Linked DNA regions of Cydia pomonella: region 2 is linked to region 1. The links are chromatin contacts, called in public Hi-C maps. All regions are on one chromosome and are shown on one strand. Each heading gives the region's core, a stretch centred on a gene start, on an enhancer-like site or on the middle of the called end of the contact. The rest is flanking DNA. Distances are from core to core; before and after follow the strand shown. Region 1 holds the start of LOC133525952 (persulfide dioxygenase ETHE1, mitochondrial). Region 2 holds the start of LOC133525962 (V-type proton ATPase subunit D).

Region 1 (5,051 bases), core at 752-3,251:
AGCCTAGTATAGTGATTTGAGTCGCGGAACCCATTCACTAAACATGAATGACAACGTTTTTCCCAACTACAAGTACGTACTAAAGTGCTTTAATCGAAACAATCATCCGCAAAAGGTTGGGACATTTTGAAAATTATCTTTTAGTGATGGGAAAATCTGGTTCGTGCAAAGAAAACAAAAGAACCAACACTTCGTCCTTCGCACGTTGTTTATTTTTTTTATCGCGCGATTAACGGCGTACCTAGTCACCTAGAACAAGGAAATGCCTTGTAGTTTATATAGAATAGCGGCACTTGACTATCAGCCATAGCCGTAAAACTGGTTTTAACTGGCCAGTGCGATGCAGTAATGATAAAGAAAAAACAAATAAAAAACAACTCAGGTTTTTAAACTGGGTCTTTTATAGGTCACTAGAGGTAGTACTGTAACTAATCTATGTGTACTCACCCTATGAAGTGTAGCAGCTATTCAGATAAAATCCAAAATATAATTTGTCAATCACGTTCTCATCAATTTGTCGAATAAAACAAAAATCTACATAATTCGAGTTTGGTTCCTATGAAATCCTTTGGTATAGGAGCAACAAAAAACACTGTTATGTAAACAAAGATTAACACTTCGTCAAAATTGTGCGGGTGTGGGTTACATGAGCACTGTAATTCTTATATGATTGTAGGGTGACAGATGTTCACATGTTTTATTGCATCTAATAAGAGTCCCATACGATCTTGGTAACGCACTGAAACCAAAATGACAACAGTCAATGTTTACATCAATAGCAAGCGAGCGCGGCGCAGCCCGCACGCACACTAATGGCTCTCGACGCTCGTGTGTACGACGCCGAGGTATCGACTGGCTATAGTGGGGATGAAGGGGGTCAATGACGCTACCAGCTGAGCACTGCAGCAAGAGCGAGTAGGCATCATGTAAAACCACGTGTGTTATGAAATAGGAATACAACAAAATGAAGCACACAATGATAAATATTAAGATTTTTTTTTTTACGTACGTGTAGATTTCCCACCCCAGATTTTCTCAATGTTTGCCTAAAATGTATTATACTCTGCATTTGAAGTTTTTTTTATCGTTTTTACATTTCCTGTTTTCAAAGCGTTAATTTTCTGACGTCTGTTTCCAGTCAAAATAAATAAAAAATAAATATGAACAAAGAAGTATTGTTTACATATAAAAGTAGGTTTAAATAAAAAAAGTTACGTATGTATGCCGACAAATTTTGTTCGCCGACTATAATTATCAGGTTGATATCAGCTGAAGGCGAATGAAATTTTTAAGTAAATTAAAACAAAAAACTATACTCCTCCCTTTCTTTTGGGACAGTAATAGTGTATAGAATGAATATAACCATTGAATACTTAGGACCTAGGATAATACTGAGGACCGCGGACTGAGGATGCGAAAAGAGGAAAATCGGCGATAGAAAGGCAGATAGAGTTAGATCAGTTAGATAAAAATATGTCTGTGGTGATTTTGGTAGCCTAGAGCAAGTGATATTTTAATGACGCCTAATGGAACCCAAATTATCGTGTTGCATCTCCTTTCTTATTTCCTTTTTGGTATATTGCGATCCAAATTTACCCGGTCAAACATGTTTGTCAGTAAGAAAAGGCGCGAATTTCAAATTTTCTATGGGACGACCAACCTTCGCGCCTACATTTTTCAAATTTACCGCTTTTTCTACTGACGGAAATGGTTTGACAGACTATATTAATAAAATTGAAATTTCACCAGCTTGGCAGCGCAGTCATCTACGTCGTAGCCCAAAGAGTAAAGTACCGTAGCCTGTAGGGAGACTAAATCTATATACCTACCTAAAATGAGGGAATTTTAGGATATATTTGTTGCAACACTGAAGTGTAGCTGTCACTGTCACTGTTTTTTTTTTTTTTTTTTTTTTTAATGGCTTCGCGCTCCTGGCGCATTCAGCCAGACGAGTAAATCTGTCACTGTTAGTTGTCACTGTTGTCATTGTCAACTTGTCAGTGTCAAGTGTTATAAGATGACCCATGCCCGGTGTGATGAAGACGACACTACAACAATCAGATCAAAGCAAATTATCAAAAGAATGCGATAAGTGTTACATAAACGATAAGTTTTACAAGCAACAGCAAACACGACATTGAGCAGTCGTTACTGTCTACCTGAATTGCCCAGCAGAACAATTAAATCTGGAGAACAAATTGGAACTTCAGGTATTTATTTTATTTGAACAAGTTTTTATTAAGGTACATATTTATGTTTATTGTTGTGTGTAGATGTATTTTATTATAGATACGTATTTCATTTTGTTGTTTTGAATTTTCTTGGGTTTGGTAATTTCAGTTATAGATAAAAGTAATTAACACAGGAAAAAGTTTGTATATTATTTACAAATTTTTATTATAAATTTACAGTTTACGCCAACACACCTATAAGGAATTTCAAAATATTGATGTACAGACAAAACTTATGATTCATTGCTACCATAATGCGAGGATCTTCTATATCCAGATCCCGCAGTCAGCGTCAGAGCCAAATTCCATATAAGCACTCAAAAAAGATGTGTGGTGGGTTGAAAAGTTAGGATACCTTTGTACCTTGTCACCACATCAATATTACTTTTTAATAGAATTACATCTATGGGGTACTTATATGCATTTTATCAGTTGATGTACCCAACACTATTTGTACTTGGTACAGTTGGGTGTACCGAGTTGGAGAAGAAATAAGATTTAAGTAACTTGAGAGTTTCAGTTAAGTAGTGTTTTTATATTTTATGTACTTAGTATTATTGCCAATGTTTCGTTTTTTTTTAATGTAATATATATTACATGTTGGACTAGTCTGTAAGTGGTATGTATAACTGATTATAATAATATAATTAAAAAAACTAAATTATACAAAATGCATGTACTTTTAAAAGCAAATTAAATAAATATTAGTTTTTATTGTAATGCTAAAGCTATTTGACTCGAGATTGCTTAGCAATAAAATGTTATTCTGTGAGTCATACATTGTCCTCTCAATACCTATAATTTGAGCAAGAACAATGTCCCATTATATTTATCAGTAAATACTGTGCTGTCTAAGTTGATAGTCACGTAAGTAGCAAGTTTGAAAACATGTAGTACTTGAAAAATATTTGTATTTTTTTCTAATTGTTTAATTTAAAAAATAGTCAAGACCAATGAAAAATTTGTATACATAATAAGATAATTACCATTTTTCATTGCTATTGCTATTTTAAATCAGAGTTAAGTGCCTAGCTTATTTTTTGGTGTATTCCATCTGTGCCCCAGTCAGGGCAATATTTTTCTATAATCAGCGTTTTGCTATGAATGCTTAGTGTTTGTTTTTTTATCATAAGACAGTGACACGTTTGTTGCTTCAATGCTAATATTATTCAACATAACAATAAACAATGACTATGCAGCTGTTACAGTTAGATATTATCTCGGCAGGATGGTGACACTGACAATTGGAATGAAGACAGCAAAGGCAGTGCGTTTGCTGGTGCGGCCGGCTATGCAAACAAGGTTTGCTTCAAGCATGGACAAGGGATCTAACTTTTTTTTTAGACAAGTAAGTTCATTATTTTTGTACTATTTATTAGTGAGCAGCTTAATGCCAAATATTTAGTAGTAATAAGACTTTTTTATATAAATAAAAAAAAACACAAACACAACCAGACAAATGGCACATGTACATTTGTACAAAGGTGAATATATCCTTTAAGGGATCTCTTCCAGTTAACCTTTAAGCAATTGGAGAGAATTATTTATCTCGTAAAGTGTAATTATTATCATTTATTATAATTATCAAGAGCTAACACCCATTTGTAATTCTCATTTAATTTAAGTTTCTGATCTGTTTGTTAGAAAGTAAATTAAATAAGTATTCTAGTTTTATGTTACTTTTATCTTTTTTAGCCTTGATTAGCTACTTTATGTTGTGTGGAATGTTGTTTACGATAATAATCTACTAAAGCTATAACAGTTCAATTTATGATTGAGTTATAAATGTGCGTTCAAATGCTGGACAGACTCTTAGCAGTAGTTATAAAGTTATAATGTTTGAAGATGTTTAGTTTTATTTACTGGTCTCAAGATTAGCACCATTTGTGAAGTACATAGCAACCTTGGTGCCGTGTGGCTAATTATGTTGCAACGTGCGATGACGGAGTTCTTTAGTTGCCATGCACAAATTATAGGTAATCATTCTTGTACAACTAGCCCCTGCCCGCGATATTGCCAGAGGCCTAGGCACATTTGCTACTTGTTAAACCGGTGTGATCAACTGATCACACACCCTAAAATTGTGTGTTCACCTAGACAACATACGATTCACGGCATGATACCAATGATAATGATATCATGCTGTGAATCGTGCGTTGTCTATGTTTTCCTGCCTTCGTTTTTATTTCGTTTTTAATATATTTCTTATTTTTTTCCAGCTATTCGACACAGCATCCAGCACGTACACCTACATTCTAGGCGACAATAGCACGCGCGAAGCTATCCTCATAGACCCAGTTATCGAACACGCAGAGAGAGATGCCACATTACTACAGGAGTTAGGCTACAAGCTCGTCTATGCCAGTGAGTGCTTGTTGTATGTTACACGGCGACCCAGCCACGCACGAGTACAGATGTGCAAGTTTTGGAAAGTTCCCAAAAAGTTCTATGAATTCCCGTATATTCAACATTTCACAAGACAAATAAAATTTCCATTTTGGGAATTGAAATTTTATTTCCCCATGTATTTAATGACAAGTTACTGAAGTTATTCCATGTGGACATTACGCAATTATGGAAACTTTCGAAAGGAACATCAGTACGCGCGAAGCTATCCTCATAGACCCGGTCATCGGACACGCAGAGAGGAGCTGGGCTACAAGCTCGTATATGCCAGTGAGTGCTTGTTGTATAAAAATAAGCTTTCTATATCGGAGCATCTAACGTGTTCACAAATATCTCAACAATGCCTCTATTATCAAGATGTTAAAGGACATGTTGAGATATGTTTGACCCGGTAATCGAAAACGCAGAGGTATT
Region 2 (5,070 bases), core at 275-2,774, 540 kb after region 1:
AATGTTTGAATTATGAATAGCAAACAGTAATATCTCACTGCCATATATTTAAGTATGTAAAACATTTGAATATCAAAATTAATGCTGTTTTAGAATATTAGTAATATCTCACTGCCATATATTTAAGTATATAAAACATTTGAATATCAAAATTAATGCTGTTTTAGAATATTAGTAATATCTCACTGCCATATATTTAAGTATATAAAACATTTGAATATCAAAATTAATGCTGTTTTAGACTATGGCAAAAAATTTATGAATATAAAGGTTTCATTATTCTCAAACAAAGAATCGATTTTGTACGAAATAAGATAAAAGACAGAATAACAATCTAATAGAAATTGTATCTGTGTTTTTGATAGAGGATTATCAACCTAACTACTACTAAAACGTTAACTAGCCAATGTAAGGGGCTTAACTTAATGGTAACTTGCAATACTTTACACAAATAGCCGGGTCCACGTCCAGGAGATAGCCTTGTGCGTATGCTCGCTCTGTGTGGACCCAGCTATTGAAAAAGTTTTTGTTAATGTAGATTCCTGTGTAAGTTCTAAATAACAAATGCATAAATATTTTTTAGAAAATAAACAAATAATTAAGTATGTGGGGACTATCTTACACAGATCAACCGAGCCCCAAACTAGGCAAAGCTTGTACTATGGGTACTAAGCAATAGTAAAATTATCACTAACTTGTTTTTTTTTAATTACAATTATTTCATCCATCTGGCAGTTATTATTAATTGACAACAGTAAGCTATATCTTCTCAAATTTGTTGCAAATTGTTATACATTTATGTATAGAATGTACCTACCAGCAACATTGTCTTTCTTGGAACGGATCTTGATCTGTGCCTTGGTCACATTCTGCAACACCACCTGGTTGAAGTCTCCCGTCGTGAACTTTGCTTCAGCCAGGGAGAACGCTGCTTCCTTCATCACTTCACCCATAAGGGTCTTTGTCTAATGAAAAAAAGGTTACCCATTAAGCAATATTCAATATAATTCAAGGTCCTCAAATAATTGCTTTCAGTCTTTATTGTTTAAGAAATTCCCGCTATTTAAAGCAAGTTTCAGTATAGTAAGACATAGGTATTACGCAGAAAACTGAGAACAAGAGATATACAAGACTTACCTCAATGATTTTTCCCAAGATCATACGGAACCTCACTTGCAAGGCATCAGCCTTTTTCTTGAGGAGACCATGGCCCTTAACAGCTCCGGCCAGACGGGCCTTTATTAACATCTGAGCTCTGAAAATCCAAGATACATTGATTATATACAGAAATTATGGTACCACCCTGTTATTGGTCTAGTTTTTACGCGACTGTTTTATGTCCTGAAAAACTTAATGTAGCGCTAAATACTTACCCCCGAGAAGGGAAAATTTGTAGTTTATCTTTCCCAGACATATTGATTTACGAATTTATCCCTTTTCAGAATTCCTCACTCCCAATCACCTGATGACAGAAGACAAGTTGGTTGATAAAAGTGTTGTCTATGCTTGGTCTTGTGATCTCGTCATAATTTGAGTTATGATTTTTTTTTTTACAAATGATTAAATAAAGCTATTGTATAGAAATCAATTGGTTTTAATAAATAAAAAACAATTATAGGTAAAATTTTGTATTTCATAATGGTTTGTAAGATTATTGTGTTGTGTGGCTGTATACCGTAGGATTAGAACTTTCAAGGTTTTAAAACTAATTTCGGTCATAGACATCATGCGTTTATGAAGGTGGTTAAATATAGTAAGAACCATCTTAATGTATTTGAATATTTTATTTTTATCGGTATTCCTGATAAAGCCAACCCCAAATCTGAAAATTAAAATACTTTTGAAACAAGAAATAAATAGCTACTTAAAACATTATTAAAGTTTATGAATATTAGAAGACGTTTATGAAGCTTGATATTTAGGGCTTAGGAATTTTTCTATTTCGAAACGTCAAAAATTCAGCAATCAAATAATCAAATCAACCAAAACCAAACTTAGCCAAACCAAGCAGATACAAAATATTGTCCTGCTTTTTGTTTGGGATGGAGTAATCAGCCGTCAATAAACGACCTTAGCGACCGACTATCTGCCAACTTGACTGAATAAGCAAATTCAATTATTATAATTTATACAGTGTCGAAAAACTACGTCAAAATAGGGACACAGAATATTACACGTAGTGTCGAGCAGGTAGCTTTTTTTTCTATTGTAATTTTATTTATTGCAATAAATCTTTACCGATTGAAGATCGTTTGTCGAAGACCGGTTATATCAATTAGGCTAACGTATTCTTTTTTTTACAGACGGCAACCATAAAGCGGAAATAATGAACAACAAACAAATTCCGAGTTGAGTCCAATTAAATTCCATACTTTAACATGGAGAATCTCTGCCGTGTTTGTTTAAAAGAAGGAGCCAATATATCAATATTTGATAGCAAAGACGAAAACAGTGTATATACTAAACTCTCTTTATGTGTTAGGGAAAAGGCGAGTATTTCTACTACTACTTACCAGTTTTCTGATCTTTCGTAATTTAACCTTTTAACGTCAACTGACGCACGCCACTACATCCCAATATCAACCTTCGTGCATTGCGTCAAGGTTCATGATGGCGCGACGCACACGAGGCGAAGGGTTCAAAGGATTAAAGAAAAGTATAAGTTGTCTTACGAAACCTATGTTCTTATAAGATTCTTGTTGGAAAGAAGACATTGATATAGACGATAAAACGTTCCCAAGACCTGTATTTCTGCTATTTCTTAAGGTGCTTGTTTGATATGGTTTCTTATGTATACCTGTTTCCCCACCCACTAACCCAATTATAGTACCAATTAACTCTTTGACCTCCAAAGACTGATGCATGTGGCTACAGCTCAATATAAACAAGGTTCATGATGATGTGCCAAGCATTATAGGTGTGACATTCAAAGGGTTAAATTTGTAGTTTTTGTTGGATCAGAGAGAGTTAAGATTTTGTTTATGCCATTGGGACTCAATAATAATACTTCTTCTTTAAATAACTTACAGGTAGAGGACCTTGAAGGATATCCCCGCAATATATGCATAGTATGTTACAGCACCTTAGAGTCTGTCTGTGCTTTTATCAAAAAATACAAGGAGTCACACAAGGTTCTAGAAAGTGGGCTAATCCCAATAAAACATGAGCCCTGTGAGGACAACAATACTTATAATGACATCAACAATGACCAATCAGATATTGAAATAGAAGTATGTGCACTTAAAACCGAACCCCAAGATACTAATGATGTTTTAGGGGAACCACTGAAGTTGAAAATTGACAAATTAAAACATTTATCCATTAAGAGAGTTATAAAAAAAGAAGAAGATTCTAATCCAGAAAATGAGTGTGTGGATCTTACTGAAGAGCCTGCCACAAAAAAGAAGACAAAAAGGTATGTCTAATTAGATAATGCTCATTGTTTCATACATACTTTTATAATGCGTAACATGACAAATATTCCATCTTTTTAATATTTGTATACAGGATTTCCAAGCAGTAAGTATATCTCACCATAAAATTAAACGAAAACAGTTAAATGTCAATTTAAATATTACTATACAAAATTCATTAATCAAGAAATTGCATTACAGCACCAAAACAGAAACAAGACTATCATTGAAAGAATATAAGCAAATGACATTAAAACAGAGAAAACTAAAGCTAATGAAAAGACAGAAAGAGATTGAAGAAAGAAGAAAAAATAAAAGTAAACAGAATGATAAAGATTCGGATCCCGCAAAACCTGATGAACCAAAACCACCAAAACTGTGTGATATTTGTGGTGACACATTTCCGACTTCAGACAAACTGTCATATCATAAACAGAAAAAACATGTAGATGTCCCTGTCCAATGTCCAACATGTAATCGCACATGTGTTAGCACATATTACCTCAACAGGCATATTAAGAGAAAGCATAGTGGAAAGAAAGACTTTTTCTGTCAAATCTGTGGTACAGGATTTGCTTTCAAAGGAGAGCTGACAAGTCACTACAAATCGGTGCATGTGAAGAAGACAGGACCACCGAGGACTTGGGCATGCAAACATTGTGGGAAGACCTACAAGTGTCCAAAGTCAGTGCTTGTGCATGAAAGATCAGTTCATACAGGTAATATACAATAATACCTATTTTAAAATGATTTGAGATGAACAAATGAACAAGTTTTACAAACATCAATGCTACTGTCTAGGACAAGATTCAAATAGCAATGTTTTTTTACGTTGATTATAATGTATTGCTAGGGACTAGCAACCAATCATAATATTAACACATTTACTGCCAGGTACCCGCCTAAAGGGTGCTCGTAACTTTGGTCAGATGCCAGAGTTGCCAGCCAACCCACTATGCGGGCTGTTGCTATGTTAGCCATAGATAACAACAGGGTACGCCAAAGAGCCTATCACCACAGCTTGACACCTGCAAAGAAGTTATAGTTACGGTTTGCCTCCTATCTCATAAACAAATATGCAATAAGTTTTTTAAAAACCATCTCTAAGGTCATCAAAATATGGCCTCACCGCCGGCGTCACTCCGCCAGCCGCGATTTTAGGGGTCGGCGCCCATTTCTAGCTGCCCTTAGATATTGCATGGTTTTTAGAGTACCTTATATTTTTTTGTCTGGCAGTGAATGTGTTAACTGCTGCAGATGAAGTACAGAATTTCGGTTTCTAACTATCGACATTTATTTATTGAAGTTACTTTTAGGACATAACGTCAATTCAACTTTCACAGGCGAGCGTCCAGCAGTCTGCGAAATCTGCAACACTAGTTTCACCCACCACGACTACCTGAAAGAGCACATGCGTTTGCACACGGGCGAGACCCCATTCAAGTGTCCCATATGCGGTCGCGGCTACGCGCAGCGGTGTAATATGAAGAGCCATCTCCGCATTCATAAGGTGTCAGAGTTGAACCCTGAGGAGCTTAGCAAGCTTAGACCTAACTATATAAGGAGGTTAAAGGTATGATAATTTGTAAAGAGGTAGGGAATGAAGCAAATAGGGTATTCCGGAAGTCTCGGGCACGTGACGCTATTTTTTTTAACA

Evidence for each region. A called contact is a pair of places that touch in the nucleus more often than the background predicts.
Region 2: a Hi-C map of whole body shows a contact between it and region 1, with 6 times the contacts expected there. The contact joins the promoter of LOC133525962 here to the promoter of LOC133525952 in region 1. A contact is called at or near these places in 2 of 2 Hi-C or Micro-C datasets (both in whole body).

The regions. Positions count from the first base shown.
Region 1 is chr15:14,219,179-14,224,229 of ilCydPomo1, forward strand. LOC133525952 (persulfide dioxygenase ETHE1, mitochondrial) reads left to right here and starts at 2,002. Exons shown (of 6, transcript XM_061862389.1): 1 at 2,002-2,210; 2 at 3,459-3,579; 3 at 4,451-4,595. The coding sequence starts at 3,460. It overlaps LOC133525948 (tubulin-specific chaperone cofactor E-like protein), which reads right to left and starts at 1,144. Exons shown (of 9, transcript XM_061862384.1): 1 at 1,010-1,144; 2 at 448-739.
Region 2 is chr15:14,758,034-14,763,103 of ilCydPomo1, forward strand. It overlaps LOC133525962 (V-type proton ATPase subunit D), which reads right to left and starts at 1,525. Exons shown (of 6, transcript XM_061862408.1): 1 at 1,374-1,525; 2 at 1,138-1,255; 3 at 818-965. The coding sequence starts at 1,414. LOC133525960 (myoneurin-like) reads left to right here and starts at 1,971. Exons shown (of 5, transcript XM_061862405.1): 1 at 1,971-2,190; 2 at 2,304-2,493; 3 at 3,034-3,415; 4 at 3,615-4,132; 5 at 4,757-5,070. The coding sequence starts at 2,379. The coding sequence ends at 4,992.